2 separate regions of the Canis lupus genome follow, and region 1 is linked to region 2. Evidence: chromatin contacts called from public Hi-C data. All regions are on one chromosome and are shown on one strand. Each heading gives the region's core, a stretch centred on a gene start, on an enhancer-like site or on the middle of the called end of the contact. The rest is flanking DNA. Distances are from core to core; before and after follow the strand shown.

Region 1 (2,875 bases), core at 248-2,747, 99 kb before region 2:
TGTGAGAAAGGGGGAGTTGGGGCAGCTCAGTGGGTGAAGCATCTGCCTCCAGCTCAGGTCATGATCCTGGGGTCCTAGGATAGAGCACCTGGGTCAAGGTCCCTGCTCAGCGGGGAGTCTGCTTCTCCCTCCCCTCCCCCCTGCTTGTGCTCATTCTCTCTCTCAAATATTTTTTTAAAAAATAAAGAAAAAAGGGAGAGAGTCAAAGATAAACTCAAAAATCTTTCATCTCAGGAAATGGAGTTACCTCTGGGCAAAGGGAAGGCACTTCTGAGAAGACTACTCTGGAACAGAGAGAAGGGAAGAACCAGAGTTTAGTTTTTAGGCATCCTAGTCTGAGTTACTTATCACTTGCCCTTAGGAGAGGTCAGAGTTCAGGCCTTGGATCAGATCAGGACTAGAGATCTCAACATAACCACAGTAGTTTAAAAAAGCGTGTTTTTGTATACCATAATTTATAAAAGGGCAGAAAACACAGTTTACCGGTCCATGTAAAAGTTAGGAACGAAGTCCAATAAAGGACTGGCTGACCTGGACGAGTCATTTTATGGTGAAGAAGGTTTTTAGGGCCTTAGGGAAAATGATGCTTTAAAATAGTGAGTGAAGGCAGAGGGGTGACCACAGGAGAAGAAATTAGAGGTCTCACTAGAGTCATTCTATAAAAATCCATTGGACACCACAGCCCTAATTCACCAATGATGGCAGGTCAATATGGTGGCAGTGGTCAACACAGGTGACACTGGGGTTCATGAGCAGCTGATGGTAAGAAAATTCTACTCAGCTCTGTGAAGTCCTAAATAAAATCAATCACTCCATGGGGGCAGGAGGGGGGGTGTTGGCATCCCTTCCTCTCTTGAGGCTTCACATGCAAATAAGGAAAATGACAAACATCCACCCCAAACAGAAAGAGACAGGTAACCAAGAAGACAGGGGGCTGAGGCCTTTGCTCACAGGTAGTCAAAATATGGTCACAAGATGGCCCAGAGAGGACTATGCAGTGAAGTTTTCAAGAGGTCACAAAACAAACATTTGTGTGGAGTTACCAACTATACCCTGTTCTCTCTCAGATGGGTCCAGGAAGGTTCCAGAGTAGCTCCTTCTGGATGCCAGCAACTGGGGGGACCCATAGACACAAAGGCTGTTGGAGACAAAAGAGCAGAACACTACAAAACCCAAAGGAATAAACCCTAAGACCTGGAGAGAGGAAAGAGAGAAACACCTTTATGTGACCTGCTGCCATGAGTCACACCCCACTGCTCCAACTATGCTGTGCTTTTTCTTTGTGGATTCCTCCTTCAGTAAACCTGGAGCACCTGAAGCAAAGATTCTCACCTTCAAAATTCTCTTCACTGGTTTACCAAAAACAAAAACCCCCATATTCTTATCTTCCTAATAAAAATAAGTCTTTTTCTCATCGTCCCAATAAGAGGACATGTGTTCAGATTTGAGCAGCCCCAGAAGCTCTTATCTAGAATGCTACAGGTGGGTCAAGGTTGACTGCCCTGGAAACCCCCATGAGGAGCTTTATCAAGTACAGACCTCACTTCCCTTCTGACTTTGCTGATTGGGGTTGTGGCATGTGCCCCGAGATTTTTAATAAGCCCAGAATCACACCTCTAGGACACAGTCCTGGGACCACCCACCTATAGACACTCCCACCCTCGGTGAAAGGCAGTCTCACAGCATTAATAGGATCTATATTCTGACAACTCCCCAACATCGATCCATGTATATACATTAGGAGCTTCAGTAATGGTTGAGCAAATGAAGCTAAGAAAACAAAGAAACTCACATTAACTATGGAAAGAGCTATTGAAATAGCCCCAGAACATCCTAATACACTGCTGACTGTTTTTACAGAAATTCTCTAAGATCAGGCATTCTGTATTCTCTGAAATACTGTGTGTGTGGGGGGGGGGGGGGGGGGGGGGGGGGCCTTTAGCAGATACTCAAGCTTTTGTTCCTTGAAACATAAACCAAACACCTACTAGCTTGAAGGAAGTGAATTGAACAGCTATAAACTACTCAAAGTTTCCAGAGGTCCCAATGAATGAGGGATACCCTGCATGTCTGAGTCAGAGAATGGTTCTGATTTGCCAATAATAAATACAAAAATAACATCTCAGTACAAGTATCATGAGGGATGCCTGGATGGCTCAGTGGTTGAACGTCTGCCTTTGGCTCAGGATCCTGAGGTCCTGGGATCAAGTCCTGCCTCAGAATTCCCACAGGGAGCCTGCTTCTCCCTCTGCCTATGTCTCTGCCTCTCTCTGTGTCTCTGATGAATAAAGTATTTTTTTAAAATTTACAAGTATTAAGAAACCAGGTTAAGACTGCTACAGATTTAATTCCATCAGGAGGGGACAGATTTGAAGTGTAGATACTCTCTGACCCAATATCCCATCATAAGGAACAAAACTAAATTGGGGTCAACTTCCTAGGGGCGGGGGGGGGGGGGGGAGAAGCCTCCACACATTCTTTGAGTTTTTCTTCTCATTTACCCAAATCTCAAGCTACTGCCAAATAATCCTAGATCCCAAGTTACTACCTGAAGGACACAGCTGAAGCATCTACTCCTCTTCTTGTACAGTCAGAGCAGGGAGATGGTGAGGCTATACATTCTGGGAAACGTCCTGCTCACCAGTAACATATAATTCCACTTTTGTCTCCAGAGAGACTGAGTGGCCTGCCGGCTCTCTTTTTGTTCCTAACATTCCCCAGTTATCAGGGTAGCTTTCAAAAAGAACTTCTCTAACTCCACACACAAGAGAAAAAAGATCTTGTCCTCCTAATAGGATAGTAAGGGATGGATTTTATCTTTAAAATTGATGTAAAACTGGGGGGGGGGGGGGGGGAGCGGGTAGCCAAATAGAAA
Region 2 (2,760 bases), core at 159-2,658:
AGAAGGGGCTTCATCCCGCCTGGCTGGAGGAAGGGGTGGCCAGCTGTCCAGCAAGGCCTCAGAAGGGCCAGGTAGGGCTCTTCAGGCAACCCACTCGAGGAACCAGGACGTGCAAAGGCTAAGGGCTGGGTTCCGCTAAACCAGAACAGGTGGCCGGATAGGCCCGGGGCCCAGCAAGAAGGGCTTGTCATGCTGTCCTGACACACTTGGTTTAGATTTATTCCAAAAGCCACAGGGAGCCCATGAAGGATCACGACCAGATTTTCAATTTCAAGGATTATTGCTCCAAGATCCCAGTTTAAACATCTTTGGTGAAACGTCTTTGAGCACAGATCCGGGGCCACTCCAGTCTCAAGGGTCAAATCTGTGCCTCCAGTTCACCACCCAGACGTGTTTGGATGACACAGAGTGCTTCATCAAACAGAGTGGGGGTGGGAAGAGATTACATCAAAATGGACTTATTCTAAAGCTACTCATTTGGTTTATTAAGAGGCCAAGTATAGAATTCATTTGACTCATTTATTTCTGAGTCAGCTAGGAAGGCTGCCGGCAGGCCCGATGTCTCCAGGTTGGTGATTTCCAACTGTGTAATGATACCTTGACCATTTGTGCAGGCGTATGCAATTTACAAAGTGCTTTCACATCAAAAATCTCACTGGCTCTCCCAGTAACAAGCCCAAGAGGTGGATGAAACAAGTTTTCCAGATGAGGAAGCAGCTCGGTGAGGTTACGTGGTGTTCCCAAGGGTCAGATGCCCAGTGTAGCACAGGACCCAACCTTGAACTCAGCTCGCATCCCCAATCCTGTCCATTACCACGGCTTATCTGTTATGTTCATGACTGAGCCTAAGCCTGTGAATCAAATCTAAGGCACTGCGTTACTGCGGCCCACGTACTAATAGAAAGGCATATACACAAAGCACAAGACGCTCCAGGTTTTAATCATGTCCGTATCCGAGAGCTGCTTCACAGAGTGAGCATACATTCAGTAGCCCTCATTCTGCAAACCTATGGAAGGAATAAATGCAAGAAACACATGCTCAGCCCTAATCCCTGCTCATTTCCTCCTGGCACCTGTTTCTGCCCCCACAGGCACCAAACACTTTAACAGCTGGCAGAAATAAGAACCAAGAGATAACCACTGTAGATCAAGTCCTCACCAAAATTGTGCTTAGGAAATAACAGAGAAAGAACCACCCAGATTTTTAAAAAAAGCAATAAAAGAGGGCACCAAAAGGTCTCCCACACTCTCCTGGATCATTCATTCACAGCAAACCAGAGGGTCTCCTGATGGAAAACAGACACAGACACACACACCACACACACCACCCGTCTCGCTGCCCCTCACCCCCCAAAAACAATAGTGCTGGGAAAGGAAGTCCTGCTCCTACTGCAGAAAACAGGTGTGTGAGGAAAGAGCTGCACTGGGAGGATAAAGGAGCAAAACTGGCTATATTTTGTTAAACCTTCTAGGATTCCTGGTAACCAAACAGTGCCGCTGATGACATTTCTGACATTTCGATGCTCACTGGCCTTCCTCTTCATGGGTGGTGGGGCTTGACAGACTTACAAAATTAGAACTTAAAATCCAATTTAGGCCTCTGAGGCAGCACCAGCCCTCAAAAACAGCTCTCAAGAACTTCAACCAGTAGGGTTCCCCTTTCTAACACCCTCATACATCCTATGAATACGAGTAATTATGTATAATGTTCCCATTACTCATGCTGCCTCATTAACATATCTGGGCAGCTTTTGTTTACCACAGGGCCCGGACCTTGGTGAGGATGAGGGCCAATGATTGCCCCAGCGCTGCCCCCCCCCCCCACCCCCACCCCACCCCACCACAGTCCCATAAGCAGCAAAGGCAAGGGCAACAATACAAGGAGGAAAAAAAAGAGAGAGAGGATCCAATTTGTGACAGCCCCTGCGAAGAAAGCAGGTTCCTGCAGGTTCTCAGAAGCCTGGAGAGCTAATGTGGCCCAGCCGGCCCTGGCCCTAAGATATCACCGAGACAGTGGGTGGGGACACTCACAAAAATATAGAGTACAAACCAGTCAGTCCCAAAGGGTACTGGGATCTCAGCTCTTTTTTCCAATGAGAACTCAAGGAGACAGCCAGCTGGGGAAAGAGGGTAGCTCCACCAACTGGTGTTTAAAAAAACAACAAACACAAACATGTACTTGAGACGGATGCACTCCTTCTGTTCCAGGGACGCTGACAACCTGCCTTAACTTCCCCAACTTGCTTAAGCAAAAAACCTCTCTGAAGCCTGCCAAGAGCCCTTGTTGTGATCTTTTCTTCCCCTTTTTTGGGGTTACGGTCATCATTTCATTTTACCGCTCGTTCACCTGGACCAAAAAGTAGGAAAGAGATATGCAGTCTTTAACGTCCTGGCCAGTGTCTAGCTGCCTTGATTTTCTCTTCTGTAAAATGGACTCAAAAGCCTTTTTCTGGTGTGAACTCACTATGGAAACAAACGTGGGCGGTTATTTCCGAAGTGACTGGGCCTTCTCTTCACAATGCTTTCAGGAGGAGTGGGTGTTGTGTGGCCCATCTATGGTGTTTTCTACAATCCAAGCTCTTCCGGCACATTTCTTTAAACTTCAAAGAGAACCCCAGGAGAGATAGGCACCATTCTCACAAGATTAGCAAAACCTGTTGTAAAACAGTGTGGAAGTGGAAAGAAATCCAGACAGATACCCGAGAGGCCCAGGATGTACTCCAACAGCTCCACTCAGGCGGGACCTAGACCTCACCCTAT

Evidence for each region. A called contact is a pair of places that touch in the nucleus more often than the background predicts.
Region 1: a contact with region 2 is called in a Hi-C map of blood, with 1.6 times the contacts expected there. The contact joins two enhancer-like sites. A contact is called at or near these places in 2 of 9 Hi-C or Micro-C datasets (both in blood).

What each region holds. Positions count from the first base shown.
Region 1 is chr35:15,883,508-15,886,382 of UU_Cfam_GSD_1.0, reverse strand. All of the region lies in intron 1 of JARID2 (protein Jumonji), which reads right to left. Among named protein-coding and RNA genes, the nearest start is that of JARID2, 110 kb to the right of the region's middle. Within about 2 kb of position 1,497, at least 1 of the 20 cell types and tissues checked has an H3K27ac peak or open chromatin away from gene starts, as enhancers often do. A contact at or near this core is called in blood, where this site is marked.
Region 2 is chr35:15,784,324-15,787,083 of UU_Cfam_GSD_1.0, reverse strand. The region is part of intron 1 of JARID2 (protein Jumonji); the gene reads right to left. Among named protein-coding and RNA genes, the nearest start is that of JARID2, 9.2 kb to the right of the region's middle. Within about 2 kb of position 1,408, at least 4 of the 20 cell types and tissues checked have an H3K27ac peak or open chromatin away from gene starts, as enhancers often do. A contact at or near this core is called in blood, where this site is marked.